3 separate regions of the Mus musculus genome follow, and regions 2 and 3 are each linked to region 1. The links are chromatin contacts, called in public HiChIP or PLAC-seq and promoter capture Hi-C maps. All regions are on one chromosome and are shown on one strand. Each heading gives the region's core, a stretch centred on a gene start, on an enhancer-like site or on the middle of the called end of the contact. The rest is flanking DNA. Distances are from core to core; before and after follow the strand shown. Region 1 holds the start of Prpf40b (pre-mRNA processing factor 40B). Region 2 overlaps Spats2 (spermatogenesis associated, serine-rich 2). Region 3 holds the start of Kcnh3 (potassium voltage-gated channel, subfamily H (eag-related), member 3).

Evidence for each region. Promoter capture Hi-C pulls out the DNA fragments that hold promoters and counts their contacts. HiChIP or PLAC-seq counts read pairs in DNA pulled down with a chosen protein or histone mark.
Region 2: a promoter capture Hi-C map of embryonic stem cells shows a contact between it and region 1, with 2.0 times the contacts expected there. The contact joins the enhancer-like site here to the promoter of Prpf40b in region 1. A contact is called at or near these places in 16 of 39 promoter capture datasets (the 3T3-L1 cell line, 3T3-L1-derived adipocytes, the C10 cell line and 10 more), 3 of 484 Hi-C or Micro-C datasets (the N1E-115 cell line and embryonic stem cells), 1 of 115 datasets of contacts at active chromatin or transcription factors (embryonic stem cells) and 3 of 9 other capture datasets (adipose tissue, liver and pancreatic islet).
Region 3: a contact with region 1 is called in an H3K4me3 HiChIP or PLAC-seq map of stem cell-derived neural progenitor cells, with 3 times the contacts expected there. The contact joins the promoter of Kcnh3 here to the promoter of Prpf40b in region 1. A contact is called at or near these places in 4 of 39 promoter capture datasets (the C10 cell line, the HPC-7 cell line, macrophages and 1 more), 6 of 484 Hi-C or Micro-C datasets (the N1E-115 cell line, embryonic stem cells and nephron progenitors), 3 of 115 datasets of contacts at active chromatin or transcription factors (embryonic stem cells and stem cell-derived neural progenitor cells) and 4 of 9 other capture datasets (adipose tissue, liver, macrophages and 1 more).

Annotation. Positions count from the first base shown.
Region 1 is chr15:99,293,819-99,296,621 of GRCm38.p6, reverse strand. It overlaps Prpf40b (pre-mRNA processing factor 40B), which reads right to left and starts at 1,384. Exons shown (of 26, transcript NM_001370635.1): 1 at 1,194-1,384. It also overlaps a transcript of Fam186b not described here.
Region 2 is chr15:99,204,797-99,207,599 of GRCm38.p6, reverse strand. It overlaps Spats2 (spermatogenesis associated, serine-rich 2), which reads right to left. Exons shown (of 13, transcript NM_139140.1): 10 at 1,893-2,002. Among named protein-coding and RNA genes, the nearest start is that of Kcnh3, 18 kb to the left of the region's middle. Within about 2 kb of position 1,444, at least 11 of the 459 cell types and tissues checked have an H3K27ac peak or open chromatin away from gene starts, as enhancers often do. A contact at or near this core is called in embryonic stem cells, where this site is marked.
Region 3 is chr15:99,223,147-99,225,949 of GRCm38.p6, reverse strand. Kcnh3 (potassium voltage-gated channel, subfamily H (eag-related), member 3) reads right to left here and starts at 1,358. Exons shown (of 15, transcript NM_010601.4): 1 at 899-1,358. The coding sequence starts at 974. It overlaps Gm46538 (a long non-coding RNA gene), which reads left to right and starts at 77. Exons shown (of 3, transcript XR_001781769.2): 1 at 77-803.

The DNA of each region.
Region 1 (2,803 bases), core at 135-2,634:
AAGGAACTGTAAGAAAATGAAGGCTAAGAGGCATATTTCTCAAAGAGAGGCAGCCATCATCAAAAAGAAACGGGGTTGGCAGAGTAGTTCAGCACTACAGTTCTTGCCGGCATTAACAAGGCCCTAGGTTCAATGCAGAGCGCTGCAAAGAACAGCTGAGCTCTAGCACCCTGTTGTCTCCACTGACCTGCAGAGCCCAAATAGGTCCAGCCCCTCCCCCACCTACTTCCTAGCCTCTACTCTGGTGTGTAAGCCCTAGCATTTCTTCTGCTCCCCACAAAGAGCCTAGAGATCTTTCTAGAATACAACATTTTGCTTCTGATCCTCCATCACCTCTTCACTCTCCCGAAGAAACAGAATGTTGTTACTTCTGGTTCTCATCGTTTTTGAACTTCCAGGGTTCAACTTCCTCTATTTATAGAGTTCTCCCATTTCTCCAACGGGATTCCCAAGGCCCAGGCCTGCCAGGACCCAGCCTTGCAAGCTTTAAATCTCTTATCCGTAAATCCCGAGAAATTTTCCCCAGTCAAGCTGAAGGTCTCCACTCCAACATCCTCCTGCTTGACGCATCCTAGAACCCCTTCGCCTGAATTCCCTCCTCAAATCCCGCCCCCTTCTGCAACGGATGGAGAGTCCGTTTATCATACTGCCCATTTTCCTTTTTAAAAGTCAATGGGAAATTCAAGGCCCAGAGAAAGGTAGTGACTTGCCCAAGGTCACACAGAGTTACCACAGTCTGTCTGAAGGCAGAGCCAGGGTTGGGACCCAGGGGCCTCTGCTCCTCCGTTTCTTGGACTACTCCGGTTCTGAGGTGGAAACCAGGAGCATCTCTTTCCTCAGAAGTCCCTCCTAACCTCGGGAGACAGGTTTTGAGAACGGATGGGTAAGGAAGGGTGTCCCCTAAGGTCCAAAGGGGCACCTGGGGCTTCCAAAAGGCACAAGCCTGGGTCTGGGGGAGGGGCACGGGCCACGCCAAATAGCCTAGGATTGGCAACTGGTTTCCATCGCCTGCCCTCCCTTCGCCCCCGACCTTTCTCCACAGACCCACCGTTCACTTCATCCCTTCCTCCTCCTCACACAGCGCCTAGGCTCTCCGTCCCCTCAGCCCCCGGTCGCACCCGCCCCCCCGCCCCCCGCCATGCACCATAATGGCCTCCCCGCCCCTTCTACCCTCACTCCCCGCCCCCACCTACCTACAGGGCTTCTTTTCCTCACCCCTCGGTCCCCTCGCCCTCCCTCAGGGTCCCGGGTGCCCCGGCGGCCCTCCCGCCTCCCCGGCTCGAGCCCGGGCCGCAGGGGGCGCTGTGAGACAGCCCCGGGCCTCTCCACCCCCGCGCGGGGACGTTACCATGCCAGAGCCTCAGAGCAGCTGGGCCGGCTCGGCCCACTCGCCAGTAAAAACAGCTCTGATTGGCCGGGCTTCGGCCGGGAGGGCGGGGCCAGTGGGGGGGTCGCACCCCTTCGTGGCCGGGGCTCCGGTTGCTCTCGCCGAGGAGCGGAGCCCCCAACCGGCCCGGTGTGCCCGGCCCGGCTCCGCCCCCGGCCCGGAGCGCCAGGCCCCGCCCCCACGTGCGCAGAATCCTGGGACCGCCCCCTGGGGCGGGGCGCGCCTGGGCCCACCCCCGGGGGCGGAGCGCGCCTGGGCGGGCCTGGGACTGACCGCGCGCTGGCTGCGCAGGGCGGCGTGGCTCTCCCGGCTCACAGCCCCCTTCTTGCCCGCGACTCCGCGGCCACCACCCAGACCGGACCGAGCCATTAATTTCTCCCGCGCAGAGGGCACTACAGCGGTTCACAGAGCGGCTCTTTTCCCTGCGTATTTTCTTTAGTTTTAATTTTTTGTTGTTGTTGGTTTTTTTCGAGACATGGTTTCTCTGTGTAGCCCTGGCTGTCCTGGAACTCACCAGGCTGGCCTCGAACTCAGAAATCCGCCTGCCTCTGCCTCCCGAGTGCTGGGATTAAAGGCGTGCGCTACCACGCCCGGCTTTAGTTTTAATTTCTTAATTCAAGAACTATTAATTAAACTCCTGTGCCAGCAGCCGTATGTGTCGGGCAAAGCCGACAAATCCCCTAAATGAGTGCGTACGTGCCTCTCGCTTAGCGCTGGGTTACTTTCAGAATCTGCCTCTGTAACATCTACAGTGAGAGATAAACGTTCAGTTATGTAGATAAGGGAACTCGAAGCTACTTAATGGGCATGCATGCTCAAGTTCTTGGGCTAGTACAGCTGGCCCTGGTTGGAGGCATTGCACCTCTTTACCCCTCCAAAGCCGGGGTAAAGACCAAGACGTTGCCTGTTTCCTTCTGTAGGTTTCTGAACCTGACTCAGGAAAACACCTCTTTATGTCTATAGACAATTTGGCTTTATCAATAGTTGTATTAAAAGTTCTTATATTCATTCTTCAAGCCAGCACTGAGTTGTAGAGGCAGACAGATCCCTGGGGCTCAGCGGCTAGCCGAACTAGCCTACATTGTGTTTTCTGACTAGTGAGAGACCTGATCTTTAAAATGATGTCCCAGGACGTCATGAAAAGCCGGACATGAGGGGAAGAAACCCTTTCCCCTGAGATCTAATTTGTCTTTCTTGAAGTGATCTCAAATAACAAATCCATGATGCACTTTAAATCTAATGTATGTCAGGTGGTAGTGGGTGTACCCCTTTAATCGAGCATTTGGAAAGCAGAAGCAGGCAAATCTCTGAGTTCGAGGCCAACTTGGTCTATACAGCAAGTTCGAGGACAGCCAGGAATACACAGGGAAATGTGTAGCCCAAAGAAGCCCTGTATCAAAACAAAACAAAACAAAA
Region 2 (2,803 bases), core at 195-2,694, 89 kb after region 1:
TCGTAGGAAGAGAACAGATGACGCCCAGGGGAGCCAGAACTCTCACCTAATTACGAAGGGGTTTCTGGTGTCTCCCAAGCAGCTGAATGAGACTGAGTGGCACCAGTGTGAGGGGGATACCATCCAGTGTCGCAATGGACTGTCGGGGAGCAGGAACGTCACTGACACTTTACACCTGCCGGCTCTCACACACCAATCAGTTCTCAGGGGAGGAGGGCGGGTCTGTGTGAACCCGGACCCGGGAGGGCCTAGCTTACCTTACCCCATGCCTGTCCCAGGCCTGCACGGGAAGCATTCCCCTCAAACATGGGAGCAAAGCCCATGTTTGGAAACAGCGGCGGTGAAAGGCTGAGGAATAGAAAGCCCCCTCTCCTGGCCCCGAAAGCTTCCTGTTTATAAATGACTTAGAGCACACTCTCCACGGGAACCGACAACAATCCAGCGTCTGGGGCTCACACACTTATTCTCAGAAATACCTTTTTTTTTTTTTTTTTTTTTTTTTTTAAGCAATTCATGTACTTTCCTTTATGTGTAACAAGTAATTGCTTGAGTCTATGTATGTAAACTTCATGTGTGGCTGGTGCCCTAGGGGGCCTTGGACAGAAGAGGGTGTTAGAGGCCCTGGAACTGAAGCCATAGATAGTTGTGAGCCACCGTGTGAGTGCTGAGAATTGAAGCCGGCTCCTCGGCAAAGCAGCAAGCGTTCTTAACCACAGAGCCTTACACACGTCTCCCTCCCCGCCCAACACACTCCCCCCCAAAGTTTATTTATTTTTATTTTATGTATATGAGGGTTCTGACTGCATGCATGTACATGTAGACTATGAGGCCAGAAGAAAGCATCAGTTACTCTGAAATTGGAATTACAGATGGTTGTTAACTGCCACGTGGGTACTGGAAAAGCAATCAGTGCTCTCAACCTGTGAGCCAGCTCTCCAGGGCTCCAAATATTATAATTTATAAAAGTTAAAAGATACCAGGCAAGCATGGTGCTCACATTCGTAATCCTTACACTCAGGAGGCGCAGGCAAGAGTGTCTGAAAGTTGAGGCTCGTTTGGGCTACACAGTGAGAAAGGCCTTAGACAAACAATAAAGGTATGAATGCTAAACTTCAGACGTGTTTATGAGGAGATTAAAATACAGTAAAGATCTTAAATTGTTAACATTTCTCTATAAAACAAGATTTGAGCAAACTGTTAAAAGCATGTGTTCTAAGCTAGTGTGCCACGGACTACTTAGTACTGATCACAGTCTAGTGAGCCAGACAGATTTGCCACCTAAAACTCTAACTTGCCATGAAAGCCCAATACAGAGGACATGACAGGAGTCGGGAAGAGGGGAGCCCAACACTGGCTCGGGGCAGATGGGAAACAAGCGTAGAGTTCTTTAAATGGGAGGGCCAGCAAGTGTCTGCAAATGGCTCGTTAACATGACTAGAGGAAGAACACAAAAGGAGCCTGGGGTGGCACAAGGGCGAGCCCAGCAGTCAGTGTAAGGATTACAGTGTTCATCCTAAAGTGTGAGCAGGTTTGAAGAAGGGACGATCAGGACAACTGGAAAGACTCAACCAAGCCTACCACAGAAGGCTAAGCAGCAGGTGACGGTGCTGAAGATCTTTATGGTGGAATGGAAACGAAAACAAGATTCAACAGCAAGTTCAAGGATGGGCAGAGTTTCCTGACAGACTTAATTCGAGAAACGCAGACATTTCCTAAGATTTCCTACCAGAACAACTGGATAGATGACAGAACCATTTAAAAGAAAAGTCTGGTAAGGGGTCAAGCTCAGAAGGGCAGCCCATGGGTTTAGGATGTTAGGTGAAGCCATGACTCCTGGAGATTTGCTGTGCTGGCTGGTCCAGAGAGTCAATGAAAGAAGAAGGGAGTTTCACCTTGATATCAGCCCTGAGTTCAACCAACTGCTCCTCTGACATGCGAACGGCCACATCTGTCATCTTCTTTAGAAGCTCCGCTTTCTTCTGCCGGCTGAGCAAGATTTCCACTGTGGAAGAAAAAGGAGTGTCACGTTTATGCTGCAGTTAGAGGTGCAGTGAGTACCTGCCTCAGAGTGTGTCCCGACAGTCAAGGGCCTAGCTGCCTGCCCACTCACGCAGAAACTGAAGATACCAGAGGCTCAGCTTCCAGCTGAGGGGTCTCTGAAGGTAGTTAAAAGACAAACACGTATGAATTACAGGACTTATAAAATCATCTCCCATTTCTCTCTCCTCTTCCTAACACCCCCCAGTCTGTTCTCAAGAAGTATACATATGAAGACAGAAATATGTATAACATTTGACACAAATTTCACCAAGAACAAACAGATACAAAATTAAAAGCAAAAGCATACCCCCCCACCCCCATCCCCCACTTCTGACTTTGTTGTCTCTGGTCAGAGAACCACTAACAACTTCCATTGCATAGTCCAAACACTGTCTCTTTATGTAGAGCACAGACCTCTCCCTCCCTCAAACCGAGTCTATAAGACACACCATCTTCTCTTTACCAGAGCCACTGTTAACCTGCTGTTCATGTCTCATTCGGCCGTCCACTCTACACACACACCCAATTAGTACATCAACTGATGATAGATATTCAAGCTCTTATACTCTTCTTTTTAAAAAAGCACCTGTTTCTACAGATATGGTAAAGAACAGATTAAAAAAATAAAAAATAAAAAAGTCCTCCCTAGGAAGCCAAGCTGGGAGCTGTCAGACAAATAAGCCGAGACACTTCACCACCAGCCTAGGAACTGATACCCAGCAAGGCTGTCCTGAGACAGCCTCTCACCCTGAAGCCCAAGCCT
Region 3 (2,803 bases), core at 109-2,608, 71 kb after region 1:
AACTAGATAACTAGGCTGGCTGTGTGGCTCCTCCCACGGAGAACCGCTTGGTCTGGGAAGCAGGCCACCATGCATCCGATGCCCCGTTCGCTGCACACCCTGGCTCAGGGACTATTGAACGCCATCAAGAATGGCGGTGTGTGGATAGTGGTTGAACAACAGAGCCTGGAGCCAAGAATGTATTGGGGAGTGAGGGGTGCTGAATCAGCAGGCTTCAAGCCCAAAGCAGATGGAGAAGCCTGGGGGGTGGGGGAGCTCTGTGATGAGTTCCTACAGGCTGTCTACAACAGGAGGGAGAACGCTTGTCAGAACTGGGAAGCCCCACTGGAGCGAGAGGGGGAGGGACCCTGTTTTCACGACTTCCCTGTGTTCAGAGCCAGAGGAACTCAGAATCTGGAAGCTCAAGTTGCCTTTTCCAAACTTCCCCAGTCCGGATGTGAGTCTCCCGAGCTCAGAGGAGCTCAGCTTCTTTGGGGCCGGGTGGGCATTCCAAGCGACGGGTTTAGACTGTGCGATACGCTTGCAGACACAGTTCTCTGCTGAATCCCGCCTACTCTACCTTCCTTTGCAAATCTTATTTCTAAATCTGGGCTCTGTGAGCCCTCTGCGCTGTCCACCAGGACTGGTTCCGCGCTTCACCCGACTCGGCCTTTGCAACCGCGCCAGGTCTGAGGATAAGACAGGCTGGATCAGATTGACTCATCCCGGTCCCGCACCTAGGGACATCTTACAGTATTGACCCTGAAAACCTCCGGGAAACCTTCACTTACTGGAAGGAGAGAATGGCCCTAGCTTCAAGAGGGGTGAGGAAGGGGATGGCTGGTGGGCACCAAGCAGCAGGTGGCAGTTCCGACAGTGGATTACTGCCCGGAAGCTAGGGAGCTAGGGCCTGACTCACGCGTCCCGTCGAAGCGGGTGGCGATGGTGTCCAGGAAGGTGTTCTGCGGCGCCAGGAGCCCCCGCATGGCCGGCATCTTAGGCGGCGGGGGCCGCCCGCCCCATCCCTCCGGGGCGCGGGGACTCAGCGCCGGGGGAGGGCGCCTGGCTCGGCCGCCCCCCGCCGGGCCCCGCGCCCCCTAGAGTAGCCGTCGGGGGGCTATGCCCGGCCCAGGCTCGCAGGCCCCAGCAGCTGCCGGCGCACAAGGGGGCGTCCGCACCGTCGGGGCTGGGCGCATGGCGCGCGCGCGACCCCTCGCCGCCCACGGATTCCGGGCTGCAGGCCCCGCGGCCACCGCGCACTCTGCACCTTTGGTCCGCCCGCGGCTCCTGTTTCTGCAAGCGGGGTGGCTCCCGCTTGGGCTCGGCTCAGCGCCGGGTCCCCGCAGCTCCCTCCGTCTGTCGGGGAGAAGCGGCAGCCTACCTCCCGCACCGCCGCCTGCACCGGGGTAACCATGGAGACGGGGCACACCCAGTCAGGGCCGCCTCCTTAAAGAGACAGGCCTCCTGCGGAGGGATCCCCCTCCCCTGGGACCTTGGTGGGGGCAGGGAAGGCTGCCGCCCCCTAGCGCTGCCAGACTCCCTAAGGCGAGAACCCGGGCCGGGTGGGCTCAGCCTGACAGCCTCGGGCTTCTCTCTCCTGCAGAGGGATCAGAGGAAGGCTTGGGGGCGTGAGCGTGTGTGAGTGTGTTGTAGATGTGTTTCGGAACGAGAATAATGTCATGAGAACGGGAACTGGCGACTAGGTGGCGGGGAACGTCCAGTAGTTGAAGGTTTGGGGCCCCCGGGGAGCGCTGACTATGCAGAGTTCTCTAAAAGGGAGGCTTCTGAACCTGTTTTTCCCCCCGGGTTCAGTCAAGCCTTTCCCGGATGCGGCTCGGCTCCCCTGAAAAGTGGAAGCAGGAGCTGAGGAAACCTGAGGCTAGAGTGAGGTCCAGATGCCTTGGGCGAGACCCCGGAGCGCAGAGGGCGCATTGGGAAAGTGAACTCCAAGCCCTCCGCTCGCCCCACGCATTTCCTCAAGTTTCTGTCGCCGCGGGAGGGTCAGAGGCTGGTCCAGGAACCCTGTGTGTGCTTGGCTAGCCCCCCCCCCCCTTTAGTCGCGGAGTTCGATTCTCCCCGGAGCCCGCACCTCCAGCGAGGAGGCGGAAAGCAGGGGCGGACGGCCGTCTCCTGTCCCTGTCCCCGCGCGCCGCGACCGTCCCCGCGGCCTCTCCTGCCAGCGCCGCTCCTCCTCCCTCCTACGATTTGCCAGTGAGCGCGGCTGCCGCCCGCGCCCAGAGAAGCCGCCGGGGCCAAAACTGCAATTTGCTCTCCAATGGAAGAAGCCGGAGCTCAGCACTGCTCCCCTGCAGGAGACACACCCACTGCCACCAGCGTCGGAAAGAGGAGTATACCCTGCTCCAACTACCCGTCAGCAGCTAGTAAAGCCCAAGCTCAAGGCACCTGTATTTAAATGAACAGGAGCTTTGGGAAGAAAGGGAGGAAGTCCCCCCCTCCCAGTCTGCTGCACCCTGAAATCCAGCTCCCAGGCGAGCCTGAAATGTCCGCAGATATGGTTCCCGACTCCTGATGGGTCAGGGCTAAAGAGTAACCCCTCCAGTCCTCGCAGCAACCTTCTTTCCAGGAGTTAGATAGCATCCCGCTAAACAGAGGAATATTTTAAAGCTCACTTTAAGCCAGGGCGAGGCTGTTGTTGAAAGCGTCATCTGCAGAACTCGGCTAGCCGAGCCGGGTTTAAGTACTGCTCTGAACTCGCTGTCCAGGAGATAATCCTTTTCTTGTAAGACAACTTACTAACATTTCTGTGATTCAGTTCTCTTCATCCGTGGAATGGAAATAATAATAACTACCCCTGTGGGTTCTG